Linked DNA regions of Mus musculus: region 1 is linked to region 2. The links are chromatin contacts, called in public targeted proximity ligation maps. All regions are on one chromosome and are shown on one strand. The core of a region is the stretch at or near the end of the contact, and the rest is flanking DNA. Distances in the headings are between cores, read along the strand shown. Region 1 overlaps Ms4a15 (membrane-spanning 4-domains, subfamily A, member 15). Region 2 overlaps Dagla (diacylglycerol lipase, alpha).

Region 1 (3,369 bases), core at 261-2,760, 710 kb after region 2:
CTGCCTCCACCTCTCCCTGTTGAGCGTGAGGCACTCTGCCTGCCCAGCAAGTTTGTCTCAAGTCACATGACAAGCTGCCCTTACCCCTAAAGCTTTGGGTTCTCCGGTCAAGAACGTCTCCATTGGTCTAAGATCAGGTGGTTGAGTAGCTCTGGGCGCCTGCGCCCCCAGCTGTGACTCTTCGAACTGCATGATCCCTGGAGGCTGGCACATGGAGGTGGGCAGAATGGCTGGAGGTGGGCGGAGGCCGCTGGCGTTGCTGGGCGGGATGACAACGAACACACCATTGCTGGCAGGAGGTGCAGACATCGTGTTCAGAGAGCCTGGGGGACGAAGGCTCAGGAGATAACAAGGCAGTAGTGGTGGTCACACATATGTTTAAGGCTGTCGACTAAATGGTGTATCTCCCAGCTTTTGCTTACTGAGGTCACAGTAGAACCCAAATTCTCAGCTACAGCTGGGGTTAGAGAAGAGACTACAGAAACGAAGTGGGTTCTTAGACTTTTTGGACTCTTGACTCTGATCTTGATTTCTCCTACATTGCATGGAAGGACTTTTATTTCAATGCTGGGCGTGGAACCCAGCCTGCACCTGAGGCAAGCCCATCACCATTGCTGAGCCACATCCCCAGCCCAAGTGGAACCTTGGAAAAAAGCTTCTATTTGAACATCCTTCTTTCCCTAGAGAGGGTGAATGATGGTTCAAGAACACACAGCTCGGGAAGGTGGAGCTTAGCTGAAGTACCATTTTATCAAGGAAAGAGAAGGACCAGGCAAGACGTACCTCTTCCCTCCCTCCTCTAGGCCTACATCTGTTAACTGTGGATACCTAACTACCCTGGGGCAACATCCTGCTCTCTTTGACTACCCAAGGAATAACCACTATTGTAGCCAAGATAAATAAGGATTATGAAAATCTTAGGTGTGGCTGGTCTGGGAAACTCTCTAGGGAACATTGACCAGTTAGCTAGATGTCAGGTGGTAGCTTCCCAGGGTGCTGCAGTCACTAATCTAGTGGATTATATGACATTAAACAGCCATCTGCCTTGCTGGTTTTCACATGTGGTGAAGAACCCAGCAGTCCAAGTCACAGCTCCATGACAGAAGCCAGGATTTGAACCCTGGCCCATGTAGTCACTGTGAGACAAGGGGCTAGATGGTAACCTCTTCCTGCTTTACTTTTTGGACAAAAATGTAGGGGGAAGGCCACAGAACCGATCACATTATAGGCCTGGTAAAGGCCACAGTTTACACAGTAAACTGTTGTAGCATCTTCATCTGAAGTATTTTTTTTAAAACACATCATCTATCCAGCACACAAACATGTATTTACTCATGGCTTGTAGGACTGTGGTTTGTGTTCATGAGTCATTACAGCTGCAAGGTCACACAGCCTGTGAGAACCAAGCTCTGCTGTGCTCCAAGTTACTCCATATTGTGTTAAAGAGTGGCTTTGGGCTGTGCCTTGCCCTGGGCGACTGCCTTTGAGAGGCAGCATTTGGCCCTCCTGTGAGTTCCAACAGTGAGTCATGATGACTCTGTCTCACTGTGTGCACAAGAACCACCACCTGCCCAGCACCACCCACAGGGCACAGACAATTTACTCCTAAGGATGAAAAGTACCACTTGGACCTATGAAGGAGACGCCTGGCACCGCAGTCGGGATGGCCCCATTGACCTGGCATCTGATCATCCAATGTGTGTGTCATGGGACCAACAGGCGGACTGTCCGGCTCCAGCTCAGCTTGGTTTCCACCGACTGGTGGAAAACCAGTCTGTGTCTTTGTCTGAACCAGCCCTGCACTTCTCTATGGTCCTGCATTTCCGTAGCACCCCTCAGCTCTGCAATCCTGTGCCTTCAGCTCTCCAACTGGGGTCCTTAATATCTTATCTAACCAATGAAGTGATGCAGTGCCCATTTGTGTCTCTAGTAGCTCTCTGCCTCTGGTAAGGTCTCTTTAAACTGTGCTGTGATCTCTGTACTTTTGAGGTTATTCTTTAATACACACACACACACACACACACACACACACACACACACACTGAGGTGTATAAGGTGTGATCTGAGAGTTAACACTAATACTTAAGATCAGAATAAAAACACACATGTTAGTCAGCAGTCAGCTATTAAGGGGAAATTGGAAGTATTTGGCTTGAAAATTTATTGTTAGTCAATAAATTCTGGCACTGTGGACAACACAAATATACCCATCTTTGTTTCTGGAATAGCAGGCTCTTGACATAGTCCATTTCCTGTGTTCAGTAGATGAACATCTTTATGCTAGATATTTGCTCTGTGATGAGCCTGATTCGTCTTGGTGAGTGTAAAACACAAGGGTCCGGTTGGACCTGCCCTTGAGATGCATAGTGAGTCTCCACAAAGGATGAAGTAGGGTTCCAGTGGTTGGAGTACCTCCAAGGGAATGGCAGTGGAGGCATGGGGTGAAATTGGCTGTCATGAGCATTTTCTGTCCACTGTAGGTGATTAATAAATGTTTCATAAGTTGGGGAGACAGTTTAGCAGGTAAAGTGCTTGCTGTATAGGCATGAGGACTGACCTGAGTTGGAGTCCCAGAAACCCATGTAAAAAGTTGGGTGTGGGCTCGAACTTGTAAGCCTAGTGCCGGGGAATCCTTGGGGCTCTCTGGCCTGCCAGCCCAGCCTACTTGGTGAGCTCCAGACCAATGAGTTCCAGATTCTCTCTCAAAGAAACAAAGTAGTTGTCCCCTGAAGAGTGACATGCAGAGTGGACCTCTGACCTCCACACACATGCACATGCCTGGGTACCCCCAGCAGAGAGGCAGGACTCTGCACGACACATGCACACAATTGCACATATATGAACATGCACATACATGTACACACACACCCATGCATGCACATACATGCAAAAGAAGAGCATGTTTCAGGTAAATAGTGTTATTGAACGACAATCCCATGCAGAGGGTGGCAGAAGTTGTTTGATATCTTTAAGGACTTTCTAATGTTTCTTCCAGCCAAAGGTGTGATATCAAGAGCATCTAAAAATGGTGTTCTTACTTCCCACAAGGTGGAGCTCAGTTGGGGCTCTGGTTTCCAGGCCCTCACACTGAAATGATTCTTAGCAGACATGAGTACTGCTTAAGTCAGCACTGGCAAACCTTCCCTGCAGAGACTCAGCTAGCAAAGGTTTTGGGTGTTGATCAAGTAGTTCCTGTTTTAAGTAGGAGATGCCCCTTGTAGTGTGAACTAGACATGGGCAATGAATGCATACATAAAAGGTGGGACTGTGTTTCAGTAAAGCTTTATTGACATGGACAGATGGCTTGGATCCAGTTGGTGAGCTGGAGTTTTCCAAGTTCAACCTCAGAACACTGCCTGGACCATAATA
Region 2 (3,481 bases), core at 463-2,962:
TTCCTTATATGCAAATGAGATAGTGAAGCCACTCCCTTCTTGGAGGAGGAGGGGCTGGGAGGAGCAGGTGAGCACTTGCAGAGCCAGTGGCTCAAGGTTTGTTCCCATTCTGGTTCATTCTTCAGTTTCCTGCAGTGAGTGCAGAACCTTTACCTCTGCACCAAGTCTGCTGCCCTGCAACAGAAAGTCCCTGGCCATCCATTCCCAGTGGCAGGCAGACCTGCACTGGCCCCAATCCTTGAGTGACCTCTTCTCAGGTAGGGCTGGTGGTATCTCTGAGGAAACTACCAGAGTTGTTTCCTTGGACTCCTTGGACCCACAAGTCAGTGAGGCAGGAATGTCATCTCTCTAGAGGGGACAGCTGGGACTACTGAGCTCCTGCCCAAGGCCACAAGGTTGTAGACCACGCCAAATCCACATTCCTATGAGAAAGCTGTGTACCTATCTGCCTGTGCAACTGAGTTTCAGGTTGTCATACTGCAGAGCTCTTCCCCACCCAAACTCAGCACGCCCTGAGGACAGAGGCCTCCTCTTGCGCCCCACCCAGTCCAAGATTTCCTCCACCACACTGCTCTTCCCCGAAGCCTTCCTTTTGCTGGGGCTGCATGCTGGGAGTTCTTGGCTTCCCAGATGGCCCCCTGCAGGGAAGTTCACCAGATCTCAGCTCTACCCCATTCTCAGCTCCTCAGAACTTCCTCCAGAGGAGACTGTCAGTCTCTGGTGCTGGTGACACCTCAGAGAAGAATTAGCACCTTCCACTTCCTTAGGGGATCCCTAATGAGGTCGTTAATGAGGTGTTAAGTGGGCACGCCAAGTATGACACCTCCCCTCTGGGAACCCCCCACCCCTTGGGCCCAGCCTACCCTGAGCCACGTTCAGCCCCACCTCCTCAGGCAGTAGACCAGCCCTCGGATCTGGTCTGCTTGAGTGCATGCTGCTCGAAGGTTAGAGAAAGCCTTCAGAGCTGTGTGTGCCTTGGAGAGCCACCACCTGGGCAGTACAGCCATCTAGGGCACAGGCCAGAAGCTCTGGCTCTTGGGTTTCAGCCACTCCCAAGTCATCTTCAAAGCCAGCAGGGATCAAATGATGGCAAGCAGAGCTCCTTCCCCAGGGAGCTGCTCTACAGAGCTCTGGTGACTCAAAGGGCCAGCACCCACCCTCCACCCCCCAACTGTGTAACATGGGACCACCAATAGCTTTATGGCCCAGTCTCTCCTTTGCTTGGCTCTCCTTCTTTCTGTGCTATCTGAGGGGACCCCAGATGAAGGGAGGTGATCACGGCAGGCAGGTCTCTGGAGCCTGGCCCTCCATGTCATTTAGAGCAGGGTTTAGTTGCTGTATATATCCCTAGGCTTTGAACTAAGTGCTCAAAAATGTCTGAGAGCCATGAGATAGAGGAGCCCTCTGGTCAACTCTGGCATTTAGGGAGAGAGCCTTGGGATGCTGCTCAGGTGTCCTTCCAGGCTTGGGAGGCCATTCCATATCTCCTCCATTGCCTGAGCTAGGAGAGCAGAAGGGCCTATAGGAGAAAACTCTTGACCTCAGGCCACAACTTCTATTTTCACACTCCCTCTTATCCCTCCCACAGTAGGACAAAGCTGGACTCATCACAAGTTACAGAGGCCTCCGAGAAGGGGCAGTGCCTGGAGGGCCCCTACTGCTGGGTGGAGCACAGGCTGGACCTGGCCCTGGCCCAGGGACTCTATTTCTCAGCCATCCACTGGGCGAAGACTTCGGAGTGCAGTCCGGGAGGGGCTAGCCACTTCCTATGACAAGTCAGATGAGTCAGTGACCATTTCCCCATCAGTAACCGGCTGACACTGATGACAGCGCTTCCCTCGTGGGCTGAGGGACAGTGGGACAAAGCCATTTCAATGTTGTGGAGTGTTGAGAGCAGACTCTGACACGGCAGGATGCTTGATGCTTGGCAGTGTAAACTACATACACTGCTTTAGGAACCGCTCACTGTCTTCTTCAAAAACTTAGCATGGGCTAGCCAATGAGATGGCTCAGCAGGCAAAGGCGCTTGCCACACAAACAAGAGTCTGATGGAACCCACGGGCAGAACCAACTCCACAAAGTTGTCCTAGACTTCCACAGGCATGCTAGGAAATGTGTGCACCCCTCCCCCATCATATACACTTCCAATAGTTTCTTTGTTTTTCTAAAGCATATCATGGTTCCTAAGTGGCCTTTAAATAAAATTAAAACTCTCAGGCATTGGCTTTCTACCAAGTGCCCGACGTCCTGCATCCTGCCATGATCACCAAGACCATCCTCTATGTCCTAACTCTTGGTTCTGTGCCGGGCTCTGTTCCTGTCCATGGTTCCCACCAACTGCCCCTGGCCAGAGAGTCTGTCCTCTCCTGGCCCCCTTGCTTCATGTGCTGCTTCTGCTGTTGTCTGTAAGGTCTGTTTGGGTACCTGTCCCCAACTTCCCCCAAACTCCAGTCCTGATGGTAGATCAGCTCAGCCTGTGGCCTACTTTCTGCAGGTTTCTGGTATGGGCTTCACCTTCTCTATTACATTGCACGTTCCTGGGGAGAAAGCTTTGGCTCTGCCTACTTCTTCCTAGTCTGTGATAGAGGTTCCAGGACTCTTAGCAACCAGCAGGCTGAAAATCAGAGGCACTGGGGAGCAGGACACCTGCCTCCAGCACAAAGCTGCCCATGTGGGACCTGGACAGAACTCATGGTCCACTTTGTTCAGGATAGGTTAAGGCTGGGCAGAGGCAGGGCCCAGCCTGTGTAGTGATACCTTCCTTTCAAGAGGCCTTGCCCCTGATAGTCAGGTGCCCAGTCTTGTCACACTGTCACTTCTGTGGTTTCATTCCCTTGGTGCCGCAGGAGGAGGAGCTGGGGCTCTCTGCTGCCACTTGGCAAGACCAGAGCAGGGGTGGTAGCAGGGTTTTGGCAGGCCCCGTTTCAGTCAACCTGGGGCTATTGCCCATTGTGGAGAGAGGAGCCTCACCAGGATAAGAAGTCAGTGAACCCTATCTTCAGGGGGCAAATCTTTCAAGGAAAGAGCGACTGGCAACATGCATATAAGGCTAGCAGGGCAGGTGAGCGCTAATAGGCTTCCCATCCTGTTTCTTCGGGCCAGACAAGGTCCTGGTGAGACCAGAGAGGCTGAGGCTCCTGCTAGGCCAACCCTAGTACCTCATCTCCCTCGGGACTCAGGGCGGTAATGTGACAAAGCCTGCTTCCTCAGCAGGCACAGTCCTTTCCTGCACATCCCAGGAAGGCTCTGGAGTGAGGGATGGCAGTGAGGGGGGTCGGGCCTGCGTCATAGCTCGTGCTGGCTTCTCCACCCTCAGTGGCCGCTGGCAGCTATAAATACCACTCCAATCTCTGGATGTTGCGGGAGATGACCTAGAATCGTGGGCTTGGAGGCCTCCAGGGGCCCCCTCCCTGCTCATTTCAGATAGCGCCTGTCTGACCAGAACATCCTTGCAGCTGGAGAGTCGGCACCCACCTGAAGA

The links.
Region 1: a targeted proximity ligation map of pancreatic cancer cells shows a contact between it and region 2. A contact is called at or near these places in 1 of 39 promoter capture datasets (pre-B cells) and 1 of 130 datasets of targeted methods (pancreatic cancer cells).

The regions. Positions count from the first base shown.
Region 1 is chr19:10,984,586-10,987,954 of GRCm38.p6, forward strand. Ms4a15 (membrane-spanning 4-domains, subfamily A, member 15) reads right to left here. Exons shown (of 7, transcript NM_001034898.2): 2 at 85-259. Among named protein-coding and RNA genes, the nearest start is that of Ms4a15, 7.0 kb to the right of the region's middle.
Region 2 is chr19:10,278,104-10,281,584 of GRCm38.p6, forward strand. The region is part of intron 1 of Dagla (diacylglycerol lipase, alpha); the gene reads right to left. Among named protein-coding and RNA genes, the nearest start is that of Gm30042, 10 kb to the right of the region's middle.